Regions from separate parts of the Mus musculus genome. Here regions 1, 3 and 4 are each linked to region 2. Evidence: chromatin contacts called from public ChIA-PET and HiChIP or PLAC-seq data. All regions are on one chromosome and are shown on one strand. The core of a region is the stretch at or near the end of the contact, and the rest is flanking DNA. Distances in the headings are between cores, read along the strand shown.

Region 1 (3,195 bases), core at 301-2,800, 450 kb after region 2:
GCTGAGGGTTCTGACGGCCTTGGAGCAGAGAACTTCCTGGAAATCAGATTTATAAGCCATTAATCATTAGTATAAATCTAACTTTTATCAAGGACCTATTGTACATCAATTAAGGTTTATCAGCCACATCCCTATCAGCGACCACATCCCTAGTAGTGGAAGCCACCAGAAGGAAGGACAGAGGCAAGTAGACCTGGCGATTCTGTAGACATGCTTAACCCTTGAGGGAGCATCCTCAAGTGGAGGCTGGGGAGGACCAGACAGATGGGAGAAGGCATAGGAGGAGGGATGAGCAGTCAGGACAGGAGAGCACAGAGGAGAGGCCAGAACATTGATGCTGTGGGGTCATCCCAAGAGGAAGATACTTCAGGAAACGTGAGGGAAGGGCACACAGGAGGCACAGCCTGCAGCACACAGTTCTTGGTGACACTGTCAGCTGTGTTATCTGAGGAGAGATGGAGATAAATTATGAGGCAGAACTGTCAATGGGAATTGTGTGTTTAAAGTGTTCGTGCTGCACTCTGCTCCATTCCCCAAGTCAGCAATGATTTTATTTCCTCAAAGCCTCTCCTACTTTCTGGATGTTTTCAGTGAACATACTTTACTTTTGCAGTAGAGGAAGTTGTTTTAGGAATCCAAGGTTACACTGATGTGCAATACCCTTGTCAATGTCCCGGATACAATACTCCAAACAGGGCTTCATGAAGAAACGGCTCGCTCTCTATCACACTCCTTCTTTATGTTTTTGTGGTGAAACAAGGAACTGTTGTCAGGGTTAAACCCCTTGCTAACCAAGGCGTCTTTCCTGAATTGTTCCTTGTCATCGAGAAGCACTGTAGATCGTCCTTGAGCTTCCTGCTTGCAGCCAGATCTAGGCCTCCCCTGAAACAGTGCAGTAGACTTGTCTCACCCTTCGTAAGATGGGTGGGATATTTGGCTGAAGGCGCAGTGATAGACTAAGCTGGCTTTTGTTTTGCTTTGGTTTGGTTTTGAGATGGGGTTTAGCTATTCAACTCAGGCTGCTTTCAGAAATGTGAATTGTCTCAGCTTACATCCCACACTCCTGTGCTCTGAATCACACCACCAGTGCCCACCAGTGCCCACCAGTGCCCACCAGTGCCCACCAGTGCAGGCTCTTCCTTCTATTTGGTTTCATATATGTGGAGCCCTGAAGCAGCCCTGGCTACTTTACACTTCTATGAAGCAATATTAAACATCACTGCAGTCTTTAGCTGAGGAATGCCTGGGAGTGGCCATATTTATACAGTAAGAACTCTGGATAGCCCTTCCAACTCTGCCTTACATCTTACTAGCTTGGCAGCTATTCCACAGATCTCTATTGCCAGGAAAGTATTCCACAGCCTCTCCTCTGCCCTCAGTGATGGACTTAAGTCTGTTAGTCTCTGGTGCTGGTTCCTGTCTTCTGCTCTCTGCTGCCTGCGGTAAGGGGTGGGGAGATCTACCCTCACATCTTTCATTCCTCTAACCAGCGGCTGGGAGAGCCTTGCCAGTGTTGTCTTGCATCTTTCTAATAGGGAAGAGTGACCTCTGGTGGCTAAAACCATAAGCCCCAAAGTAACAAAAAAGCTCAGGTCACCTCTGCTTAATGTCCCCTCACTTCAGACTGTGTCAGGCACACATTCCACATCCGTGAATGTCTCTGGCTACATGTTTACCGGCTGTATCTCTTGTTACTACCACACATGCCCTGCATGCATAGTCAGCCTTAACTCCAGACCCCAGGTAGTATTCAGCTGGCACTCCTGTTTAGTGATAAATCCTTAAACCTCAATAACTTAACATGTTTGTTGGTTTGTTTGTTTTACCTGTTGACTAGAGAGCTACACTGTCTGATTCATACTCTAGCTGCAGCCTGTCTGCCCCAGCTGTCTGGCAGGTACCGGGCGGCATCCTCAGCTTGGTTGGTGTGCCATTAATGCAGCCTGGTTGTCTGGCAGTTGTGGGCTCACATCAGTCTTTCAATGTCTAATTTCTTGTGGCTCACTTTTTAAATGAGCGGTGTTAGTAACTTACAAGGAGGCCCAGACTGCTGAAAACAGAGATGAAAATAAATTCAAGTAGCAACAAAGTAAAGGGCAGCATTGCCTGTGGGTTACAGATTATCCTATAGAATGTGTGAATGGCTCATCCTTTTGTGAGAATGAAGGTCAGTGGTATGGGTGGTTTATACTTAATGTTAAAATCATTCTTAGTTTTTCCCTGTGATTAAAAGATTGTCTTATTCAAAAGATGAGAAAAACATCTTTGATTAAAAGCCATGGGGTCTAAGACATTTCTGTGGAAATATATATCCACATTGTTTCCATTTCACAGTCCTAGAGGGGGACTCAGGGCCCACATGCTTACACTTTATTTCTGTTTTAAGAAAGCTCTAGCAGGGTTCAGGAACTGGCTTTTAAAATTTACCTGTCTAGGTAAGATACAGCATTGGGTGTTTTTCACACACAGATTGTCTGTGCAGACTGCAACTCTCATGGAACAGTACTGACCCCATCGCAAAATTCCAGGCTGTCATTGAGAAACAGAAACTCCCATGGTAGCTGCTTGCAATAGAAAAGCATCATTTGAGTGAGAAATATTTCTTTTAAAAGCTAGTGGTGATTCTGAATTTGAATTTTCTCTAAAATTCAGTTCCAGTAGGTAAGTAGCTCTGGAGTTGAGCCTGGAACAAAACCTCAAGAATGCATTTCCTCCTCATGAAGCATGGGTGGTTATCAGGATCAGCTGTGTATTATAAAATACAACCCATAATACCACAAAAAGGTGGTCATCCCAGATGCCAGGACATACTTACTATGTTACTGGACCATTAGCCACTCCTCTGATACCTAAGACATAGTAACTTCCTAAGTGTGTTTTCAGTATTTTAATAGTGTTTTGTAGAAATACAGTATTTCAGTGCCCTTTTGTAACCTAAAGAGAGAGACTGCAGTTTCCAGTGCCGCCAGAAGGGGCGCCAGTCTTCTGCTACTGGAGTTAGAGGCAGTGTGAGACACAGCGCATGGGTGCTGGGAACCAAAGGATTCTCTGAAGAGCAGCAAGTACCCTTAACCATGGAGCCATGTCTCCAGCTCCTACGAGTGTCTGTATTAAGGTTCAGTGCTACAGAAGTGATCTGTAAGGTGCCAGGATGAGAGAGCGGCAGTGTCAGATACATTGCAGAGGCAACAGCAG
Region 2 (3,363 bases), core at 69-2,568:
GATCTATGTCAAGCACACCTTTCTAAGGAAGAACAATAACAACAACAACAACAAAAACCAAACAGACAGACAGTCAAACAAACAAAAAAACAAGAAGGGACCAGGCACACCCCAGACCCTTTGGTGGGTAACAACCCAATCTTGGCTTACTGAGAACTGTATTTGTGGAGGTAGCTGAGAAGCCTTTGTGTCCTGCATACTAGTGAGGGTCTCCCCATTCGCCATCTGTTCGTTAGGTTAGGGTGGTAATCATAGCACTTTAGGTTAGCTCCTTTCTACAAACCCATCTAACAGCCTGATTGTCCTTAAACGAATCTGAGGTCTGTGTCATTATACACTCAGGTGAACAGGCACCCAGGCATACTAAACTTGGTCAGTGTCTCCCTAGGGCAGCACCCAGTGCCTGAGCTCACCGTCAAGACCAAATTCTGCTATAAGATAGAGGTATAGGGGAGGAGGAGAGAGGAAGCCAGCCAGCTTTGCAGACACCGGGTCCTATTCAGGGCTCCTCCGTCCTCTGATGTCATGCGCTTCCTGCTTTCGCACTGCAGAGTCTGGCGATCAGTCGACTGAAACGGGATGATCACCGCCACTATCTTGCATCTTATTTTCCATGATCACACTGTCACCTAGCCAACTGCCCCGCCCCCTAATCCCACGACTCTTGGCTTTCCAGCTCGTATTGTCTTCCCCTCCCCCCCCCTCCAGGAAGACGGCTTCCAAGCAGCAAGTACCAGGAAACCCCACTACTGGTGGTGACTCCGACTGAGGCTTGGGGTGGGGTCGGAGTGAATCTTCTGCTCTTGCTTGAGAGTCCAAATCCCTAGCTTAAAAAATGATTTAAAGTATATAATATACATATATATGTGTAAATTCGTATGTATAGTCAAGCTGGGCGCGATGGTGCACGACTGCAACATCGGTCTGCAAACTCAGACTTGAGGCAGGAGTTTCGCTGAGAGTTCGTGGACAGACCAGCTTGTGTTATACAGTGGTCTACAGTTCAGCTTAGGTTAGAGTTAGATTCTGTCCAAAGAGCTAAAAAAAAGAGAAAGGAAGGAAGGAAGAAAAGGGAAAGGAAGAAACATTAATTGTTCAAGTGACAGAGCTCTCCCTCTGTCCAGGAGCCCAGGCAAGGACCATTAGGAGCGGGGCGAGACCATTGCACTCTGCACTCTCCGTCCGGGCCCAGCCCCCTCCCCCCCTCGACACCCGCCACCGCGCAGCTCCGCGCCGCCGCCCAGCGAGCGGGAGACTCCCCAGGGCTCTTTAAATACGAGCTATAAATACCACCGGGCTCTGAGAGCACGTCACCGCCCCGCCGGCTTCCGATTGGCCGCTCTGGGTATCTCATTTGCATAGGGGCTGACACAACCGTGCCGCGACCTGGACGGGAGCGCGCCTGCCCCTCCCCGGCAAGACAGTGGGCGGAGTCGCCGGACCTGCCGACCGCCAGGTCTGAAGTAGGGCGGGGTGGGTTGGCATGTGTCCGTCATCCCTGCCTCGCAGAGGCTGAGACAGGAGGATTGCCTTGAGTTCCAGGCTGGCCTGGGCTATGTAAAAATGTGGAGAGAAAACTATACATATATACATATATATGAATATATATACACACATACACATATGTATGTGTGTGTGTATACACACACACATATATATACATATACATACATACACATATATACACATGCATATATTTTTAATGAAATAAAATGGGGCAGGTGGTGGTCCAGTAGGACGTCCTTCGCCTTCAGGGAACATCAGCTCTGCCCGCCGATTGACACTGGATCTTTTTGCTTTCTACGAAAAGTTTTCAAGGAGACCCGGGAGCAGATGCTGCGGGTGGCTCCTAGCGGCTAAATTTAAACCACGTGAGAGCTGACCCGCCACGGTTCTGTGAGATGACTGGCCACTCCGATGCTCAAAACAGACTGCGTGCTGTGGTCGCTGTAAGACGCAGCGAGCTGGAGAAGAAAGCCAGCAGGGCTCGGAGATGCAGGACTTACGATGTCTCCCGGTTTAGAACCAAATTTAAACTGCATCCGGGTGCGGTGGAGCTGAGGCAGGAGGATTGAAAGCCACGTAGTGAGATCCTATTTGCAAACAAACACCCAAGCCGAATTTAAAAAGCAAAAAACAGTGTCTCCCTCCAGCCGGGGGTTAAAAAGCCAGGTCCTGAAAGCAGGCGCGGCACATCCAGGAGGGTCTGTCAGGTTGTGCGAAGTAGTCAGACAAAAAGCACAAGCCACAAACATCTTACTAAATTATATTAATCGACGTTCTCCCGTGACATCTGTGTAGTCCTAAATAACCCAGAGCTCATTCAGCGACTTCATGTAACAGTGAAGACAATGCCTCAAAGCGGACTGCTTCGTAGTTTGCAGTTTTTTTTTTTTTTTCCTAAGAGAGAGAGACAGAGACAGAGAGACAAGTAAGCGCTTTGGATTCTAGCAAAAGAGCTCCCTCTGCTGGCAAATGCTTCACCATCACAGATACCCATAGACAAAGATGGGGCAGGCTGGTATCAGGACTCTCAGGGCGAGCTGCCAGAGCTTCAGGATGCTGTTAGGTGAAATCACAGATGCCATTTTTTTGGTTACTCTCAAGTAAATGAAATCATACAATTGTGAATGTTGCTTTATGTTTTTAACCCACACATGCCAATAAAAGCCATTTTTAAAAACCTTATAACTAACCCTGATTAAATTAAAGCAAGAGACAGATGTGTTGTGCAAACATCATTAACTATGTATATATAGAATATTTGCATCATAGACACCTTCCGATAGTTTTAGTATTGTGGAGGAATTTTTAAAAAAGAAGATTTTAGTTTTAGTTTTAGTTACATGCTTCCATGTGAATGTCTGTCACCTGTGTGCTGTGTCCACAGAGGTCAGAAAAGGGATGGCTTCTTTCATCTCTCCTACAGTGGGTGCTGGAAACTGAACTGGGATCTTCTGGAATAGCAGCAAGCATTCAGTTGCTAAGCCATCTCTGTGTAACTGATCTGACTGATCTGAAAGCACTATGTACGTCAGGCTTCATTGTTACCTCTTTGCGTGCCTAGTAAATACGAAGGCTTTAAAATGCCCAGAAAGCCCTGCTTTAACAAGAGGGAAGCATGCCATGCTGGAAATCTAGCCATCTACCCAGAGCTAATGGAGCCATGGAGCCCGGAGAAGGACTTACAATGGACACTTTACTAAACAGACACATTCCCTAACTACATTATGAATATTTGTCGTTATACCCACAGACAAGCGTAGTTCTCGCTGCTAATCAAGGGAACTTCTCTTTGCAACAGAGGAAGGGCATTGCCAAAACCCAAAATGAAACAAAACAACAGAAACTGATAAAGAGAAT
Region 3 (3,343 bases), core at 637-3,136, 440 kb before region 2:
CCAGCTGGTCTACAAAGTGAGTTCCAGGACAGCCAGGGCTGCACAGAGAAACCCTGTCTCGAAAAACCAAAAAAAAAAAAAAACCCCATATAGTGAGTTTGAGGCCAGCCCGAGCTTCATTAAGATCTGACTCAAAACAAGAAAACAGCTCAAAGAAATGTTTTTCAACCATGGACACAGTTGGCCTTTCAAGTTGCCTACGTGAGAGATCTAAGTATCCACACTGGCTTCCAAGCACTTCCCTATCCTTTCTCTTCATAATCTAAGAAACAAGACAGATAATATTCTGCTGAAGGTCATGTTGTCTCCTAAGGTCATGTGCTAATTAGCAGTGCTAATTTCTAGAGACCAGATCTCTTCGCACCTTGTTGGTGGGGACACATCTTTACCTGGTGGGTCACTGAAAGTGCTTCATGGTGCGGACTTGGAAAGATGGTGTCTATATTTAGATTGTTGGTGTGCACCACTCGCTGGGTAAACACTGTTGGAGCTGCTTTTGATAGGTGGACTTAGGCTTGCACAACCAATGGAGAGCAGGTAGGTAAGAGAAGAGACTGGGATGTCATTTTAGTTTGGAAACCATTAAATATAATCATCTGTGTATGTGTGTGTGTGTGTGTGTGTGTGTGTGTGTGTGTGTCCATGTAAGAAAGTGAGGGAGACTTAGAGGTGGAAAAATAACACATTCCAGCCCATAATATGCTGCCGCCCTCTGTGTCCCACAATCCATGAAGATGCAGTGAGACGCCATAGGTCAATCAAAGCCAGGAAGGCTGAAATGTGTGCTAAAGTGTAGGGATTAAAATATTATGCCTGACACTGTATAATGCATGGTGGGAGAAAAAAAATTTTCGTGAGTATAAATTAGCTTTACTGTTGAGTGTAAAAGTCTTCCTTTTGGTTATTTATGAAGCTTCATCTTGAAGATTGCCTTCCCTGCGTAACAAGCAAATCAGAATTTGTCATGTGCAAATCTTGTAAAGATTGCAAGGCCGGTGCATAATTAGCCTCAGAAAAGTGTGACCAAACTGAGTGAGAAATAAAAACACTATGTAAAGGCAGGCAGGCCAGGGGAGGTTGGGGCGTGTTTGGGGCGTGGTCAGTCGTGGTGGGCCTTGATCAGGGTGTGGTCGGGCCTTGGGCGGGGTGTGGTTGGAGTGTGGTCGGCCCTGGAAACTTTCACTCTAGGTTTTCCTGACTTGGTGATATATGTTCAAAGTCTGGAGAGAAAGTAAAATTATGTAACAAGTGTTTCTCTTCTGCTGTTCAAACGGCTGCTATTGTTCCTAGATCAAAGACTTTGGTGATGAAGTGCTTACAGGGCTCTGAGTAGGAAGAAATATTTAAATAGGGAAGAACAGAGAGCGCAAGCTGGCAGAAGAAGGAAATAAGGGGTGGGGAGGAAGGGCTGGCGCGGTGATCTGCCAACGGTGAGTGCCTAAGACCCTCAGACTGGAGCATGCCTAAGCTTCCCCGCTGACAACCTCACTCAAGCTCCGGTTGTATTTCTGCTCTAAAAATCAGAGGCGAGCTCCCCCCACCCCACCCCCTGGTGCCACACATGTGCCCTTCTGCCTAATCCAGTGTGTAATGTTCTGAAGTCATGTTTGAGTTTCCTGTAAGGCACACACCGCCCTTCTTCACCAAAGAAAGACTTGTTTCGAGGTCAGATGTTTCTCACCAAGACACGGAGAAAATCCCCAGCTAATTGCTGTTGTTCAAACCCTCTTCCATCTCCTGCCTCCAGGGATGGAAGCCCGGTGCCCCCGGGGACCATTACATAGCAGTCTGTCAGGCCTTCGCGCCTGCGCAGCCTGCTGAGCTCATCCTCTGGCAGGGTGGAGTGCAGGCCAACGCTGGGTGTGAAAGCTTTGAGGGGGAAAACCCAGGAAGTGGTCGGATGACTCCGTGCTGGTACTTTGTTGAGTCAGACCTGGGATGGTTTCAGTGTGCAGAGTAGACACCAAGCTGCCAAAGAGATGTCCATCCTCTCTCTTGTCCCTTGGGTGTTCCTCAGACCTCGGGACCTCTTCCCTCACTTTGATTGCGGAGTCAGTGCCTTCAAGCCCACTGTTCTGTCCCAGCCCAGGTACCTGACAAAGCAGCTGCAGGGCTGCTAACAATACACTCGTTGTGTCTGTAGAGTGAGAGCCAACACAGAGCGTGTCCGGAATCTGATTCTTAGTTGTACAGAGCCTCCTGCAGCCTGTATTCTCTTTAAAATGCTTTAGCTGTTCCTGAATGTCTTCTGGACCAGTTCTTATCACTCTGGCAAACAGGCTACTTAAAAGGAGGAATGGCTCTTTGGGGCTCATGGTTTGAAAGGGTACAGAGGGAAAGGCGAGGAATTCACTGCTGGGGGAGCAGAGGGTACGGCTGAGAGTCTTCACCTCTCCACACACCAGCAGGCAGGAAGTGGGGTCAGGTCACAAACCTCGAGGTCCGCCCCAAAAGCAACCCACTTCCTCCAGAGAAGCTTCGTCTCCTGAAGGCTCCGTATCTCCCCCCACAGGACCACCAGCTGGGAACGGGTGTTCAGATGCCCGGGCCTGGGGGCACAGTCACATCCAAAGCATACATAACGCACTCCTTAATCAAGTCATTGTCTGCACTCTGAGAAGCACTGTCGAGCAAATGTCTTGTCACTTAATCTTGTCACTTGGACAGAGTGGTTGCAGCATAAATTCATATGGAGAAGACATCTGATAGAGTTTAAGTCCTGCACAAAGCAAATTAAGGATTTCTGGGAACTGAGTAGGCAATAAGGTAGAAGGGAACAGGGGGAGGGGGTGGAAATGAACATCCGTGCTCTACCCATGCATCCAAACAGACATTGCTTTAAAAAAACAAAAAGTCAATTTCCATGTATCCGTGCCCTTTATAACCTTCCTAGGGAAGGTTGTAGGACTTTCTGTGGTCTTTCTATACTGTAAATATGAGCGTGATAATGCTTTTCAAACATTTCTACTCCAAAAAAAAAAATTCTTTTAATGAAAAGCTACAGCCCAGAAGTCAAAGGGTCCACACCCACCCTCCCATGCTGTTCATGTCTGTGGGTTCCAGTAATTATCCTTAAAAATTCCCTGAGAGCAATTTCTTAGATTAATGACCTTCAGGGAGGCTGACACCTTCAGAAGTTAGCAAAAGTTCCCCCTCATTAGAGAATGTGCAGGTGGAATTAAGTTTAAAGAGATGGGGAGACTGTGCTGCCTTAGCTCGGAAGATCCTCTGTGGAAGAGGGATGGATGCAGGAGGGTCAGAACACAGAGAAGGGACAGGGGACTGGAGACTGGAGTGGTGTGCTTTGTAAAACAAAGGAAGAAGGAGCCCTGAGCCAGCAAGC
Region 4 (3,004 bases), core at 424-2,923, 300 kb before region 2:
TGCAGGAGAAGTTTGAAGATGTTTATGACAACCTCCAGTTAAGACAGCAGGGCCTGTCCCCGACCCTAAAGAAGCTTGCAAGGCCAGAGAATCACGGCCCACGGGTGCTCCCAAGCACTTACTTCCACAGCGTAGTGCAAAACAGAGGCAGCGGGATGTATGGGCAAGTTTCCAAAAGGCTTAATGTGAGGTTTCTCCCATCCAGACGCAGAGGACCACTCCACCGTCAGCATGTGGTCAGTAAACGTAGCTCCAAAGACCAGCGAATCCGGGTCCGGCTTCTCTTTTAAGACAGTGGCTGGTGTGATGATGAGATCTTTGGCCTGTAGAGGAGAAAGGGAAAGTGCCTGGAGCCCACACTGCATGGGCTAGATGGTCCAAAGGTCCAATGTGAACACCATTCCTTGGTGATGACACGACCACACCCAGCACAGAATTTAACACTGGGGGTGTCTGAGGACTCGCTGCAGTTGGTGGGGTGCTTGCAGAAGCCCCGGGTTTGACCACTGAAAGACTGTGGAGGCAGGAGATTCAGAAGTTCCAACCTTGTCTAAAAAAACTGACCCAATCAAGTCTCAAATAACAACCCCAATATCATACCGTTAACACTGAGAACCAAATAGACCAAACCTGTGCTCAGAGTTCAGTCAATTGTTCAAAATCTCTGCAACAGGGCCTGACAAGGTGACAAAGCAAGTAAAGACACTTGCCACCAAACCAGCAAACCTGAGCTTGATCCTAGGACCTACATGGTGAAAGGGGAAAACCAAGACTCCACAAGTTGTCCTCTGAGCTACACCCAAGCACTGTACATGCACCTCCCTCCCCAGCACCCCACAAGCAATAAATAACTGCCATTAACAATGCAAAATAATAATAATAACCTTAGAGCCGGAGAGACAGCTCAGTGGAAAAGAGCATTTGTTGCTCTCACGGAGGACCCAAGTTCAATTCCCAGCTTCCCCATGGTGGTTCATAACCATTCTTAAATACAAAGTTCGTGGGGATCGGATGCTGTCTTTCTGACCTTCACATGCACCAAGCACGCACATGATGTATGCACACACATACGTAAAGACAAAAACACACTTTTATTTCAGAAAAATCAAACGAATTTAGAAATACATTTTTTTTTTATAAAACTCAATAATTCCTGCAATAATACGGTGGTATACGCCCGTCATCCTGGCACTCAGGAGGCTGAAGTAGAAGAAGAGACACAAATGTGAGGCCAGCCTAGGCAACAAAGTGAGTGCCAGGCCAGCCAAGGCTACACAGCAAGGCTAAGTCACAAACAAATCCCTGCAATGGCTTCGGTTGTAGTGCCATGAGAAGCAAACTTTAGGGGTGTGGGAGATGTGGTGAAATGATTCCCGATTCTCACCAGACCCCAGAGAAGCACTCCCAGAAGACACACAGCATTGCTCACAGTAGCAGGGAGCATCCTTCAGGGCACACAGCAGTGCTCACAGAAGCAGGGAGGATCTTTAAGGACCCAGCCACTGCCCGCTATGGCTGCCTCCACCTCCCCAGAGCATTCCAATCACATGTCCCCAGCTCCTCCAGATACGGAGGCTCACAGATGGGCACAGACAGCAAAGAAGTGCTCTCCTCTTTGAAGACAGACAGGCAGAGAGAGAATAGAGCCGCAGATGCAAACCCTGTCCTAGGAGGAGACAGACAGTAAACAAAAGCCCTCCTATTCAGCCGCACAAAAACAGGAAGATAGGAAACAACTGCACTCAGCTGTTCTCCACAAAGCCAGCTCGGCCGTTGTCACAAACCCAAGTCACCTCGGTTCTGATCCTTAACTTGGGAACAGCTAGAGAACAACAACAACAATAAGTAAAGTACAATATTAAAAAGAAACTGTGAAGAAGAAAGCTTTTGGTGGTATTGGGGACAGGGGGAGTCCGGCAGAGTCTCTTGTCACTCAGGCTGGCTTAAAACTCTCCAATACTAAGTCTCTGAGTGGCGCACACTAGCCAAGCACTCTGTCAGCTGTGCTACATCCCCAGCCCCCACCCACAGTTCCCGACAATAAGATAATTAGCAACGTTTAGGAAGACGCAGAACAGGTGTGTCTGTTAGATGGTCAGTGTGAGCTGAACGGTGAGACTGAATTCTAGACATATCTTAAACACGGAGAAGCCAGCAGACATCGGCTTTCTAGACTTTCATTTATTGTTGTATGTACATACACATGGTACGCATGAATGCGGGCATAGTCCGCAGCCCTGGGGAGCTCAGAGGACAACTTCTGGGATTTGGTTCTTTCCTTCCACCACAGGCACCAGGGATCAAAGATGCGCGTGTCATCAGGTTTACACGGCAATCACTTTTACCCATTAGGTCATCCATGGCCCTGATTTTCTTTCTAAACAACATCATCAATAATGTGCATGGCTCTTCAAAAGATCTGGCGAAATTTCTCATCCAGCCCCAGCTTCACTCACTCTGGCTGACTGCACACCACCCTCACTTCACTGCATTCCCAGGCTCTGCACTACTACTTCCTGACATGGAATGGACAGACAGACAGTAAACAGCAGGGCTTTCTTCTCTCCTCTCCTTACCCCTCTCTCTCCTCCAGGCAGCTGCCAAAATTTACAGCTTGCCCACCCTACTACTTCTCTCTTGAACTTTAATATAACTGTCTTCAAGCTTAAAAACAAAAACAAACACCTGAGCCTTGTTGTTACTCTTCACTCGCCATCTGAATTAGGATAATTTGAAAGTGAACTCGGGCTCTGTCTCATCAATATTGAGGGTGCCCGCTTTTCCTCGTTACTCAATATCAGCATTCTTTTGTAATTATTCTTAGCATTTTTAATTTTATTTAAGCTTTAATCACAGAGGCACTGAGGCTCAGAGAGTGTACAGAATATACAGAGACTGCCTTGCTTCCTGGACTGTGACTGCCAGCCAAGGACAGTTACCCAAGTTGGCATGGGTTATCCACAATGGATTATCCAAACCTCCCACCTAGTATTTTTGAGCTACT

Evidence for each region. ChIA-PET counts read pairs in DNA pulled down with a chosen protein or histone mark. HiChIP or PLAC-seq counts read pairs in DNA pulled down with a chosen protein or histone mark.
Region 1: a contact with region 2 is called in a FOXA1 HiChIP or PLAC-seq map of pancreatic cancer cells. The contact joins two enhancer-like sites. A contact is called at or near these places in 2 of 15 datasets of contacts at CTCF or cohesin (the NIH/3T3 cell line and pro-B cells), 43 of 484 Hi-C or Micro-C datasets (the AML12 cell line, the C2C12 cell line, CD4 T cells and 33 more) and 16 of 115 datasets of contacts at active chromatin or transcription factors (the NIH/3T3 cell line, the SCID.adh cell line, bone marrow-derived macrophages and 13 more).
Region 3: a contact with region 2 is called in an RNA polymerase II ChIA-PET map of memory CD8 T cells, with 25 read pairs. The contact joins two enhancer-like sites. A contact is called at or near these places in 2 of 484 Hi-C or Micro-C datasets (CD4 T cells and CD8 T cells), 2 of 115 datasets of contacts at active chromatin or transcription factors (effector CD8 T cells and memory CD8 T cells) and 1 of 9 other capture datasets (embryonic stem cells).
Region 4: an H3K4me3 HiChIP or PLAC-seq map of stem cell-derived neural progenitor cells shows a contact between it and region 2, with 2.8 times the contacts expected there. The contact joins two enhancer-like sites. A contact is called at or near these places in 1 of 15 datasets of contacts at CTCF or cohesin (large pre-B cells), 5 of 484 Hi-C or Micro-C datasets (B cells, cerebral cortex, granulosa cells and 2 more), 11 of 115 datasets of contacts at active chromatin or transcription factors (bone marrow-derived macrophages, embryonic hindbrain, embryonic stem cells and 4 more) and 1 of 9 other capture datasets (pancreatic islet).

Annotation. Positions count from the first base shown.
Region 1 is chr6:145,791,916-145,795,110 of GRCm38.p6, forward strand. The region is part of intron 1 of Rassf8 (Ras association (RalGDS/AF-6) domain family (N-terminal) member 8); the gene reads left to right. Among named protein-coding and RNA genes, the nearest start is that of Gm15704, 45 kb to the left of the region's middle. Within about 2 kb of position 1,551, at least 58 of the 459 cell types and tissues checked have an H3K27ac peak or open chromatin away from gene starts, as enhancers often do. A contact at or near this core is called in bone marrow-derived macrophages, brown adipocytes, embryonic fibroblasts and 3 more, where this site is marked.
Region 2 is chr6:145,339,538-145,342,900 of GRCm38.p6, forward strand. No RefSeq gene overlaps it. Among named protein-coding and RNA genes, the nearest start is that of Gm38926, 7.2 kb to the right of the region's middle. Within about 2 kb of position 1,319, at least 422 of the 459 cell types and tissues checked have an H3K27ac peak or open chromatin away from gene starts, as enhancers often do. A contact at or near this core is called in CD8 T cells, bone marrow-derived macrophages, brown adipocytes and 9 more, where this site is marked.
Region 3 is chr6:144,900,920-144,904,262 of GRCm38.p6, forward strand. No RefSeq gene overlaps it. Among named protein-coding and RNA genes, the nearest start is that of Gm32124, 4.8 kb to the left of the region's middle. Within about 2 kb of position 1,887, at least 178 of the 459 cell types and tissues checked have an H3K27ac peak or open chromatin away from gene starts, as enhancers often do. A contact at or near this core is called in CD8 T cells, effector CD8 T cells and memory CD8 T cells, where this site is marked.
Region 4 is chr6:145,039,313-145,042,316 of GRCm38.p6, forward strand. Bcat1 (branched chain aminotransferase 1, cytosolic) reads right to left here. Exons shown (of 11, transcript NM_007532.5): 3 at 123-323. Among named protein-coding and RNA genes, the nearest start is that of Gm26666, 6.7 kb to the right of the region's middle. Within about 2 kb of position 1,674, at least 26 of the 459 cell types and tissues checked have an H3K27ac peak or open chromatin away from gene starts, as enhancers often do. A contact at or near this core is called in cerebral cortex, rod photoreceptor and stem cell-derived neural progenitor cells, where this site is marked.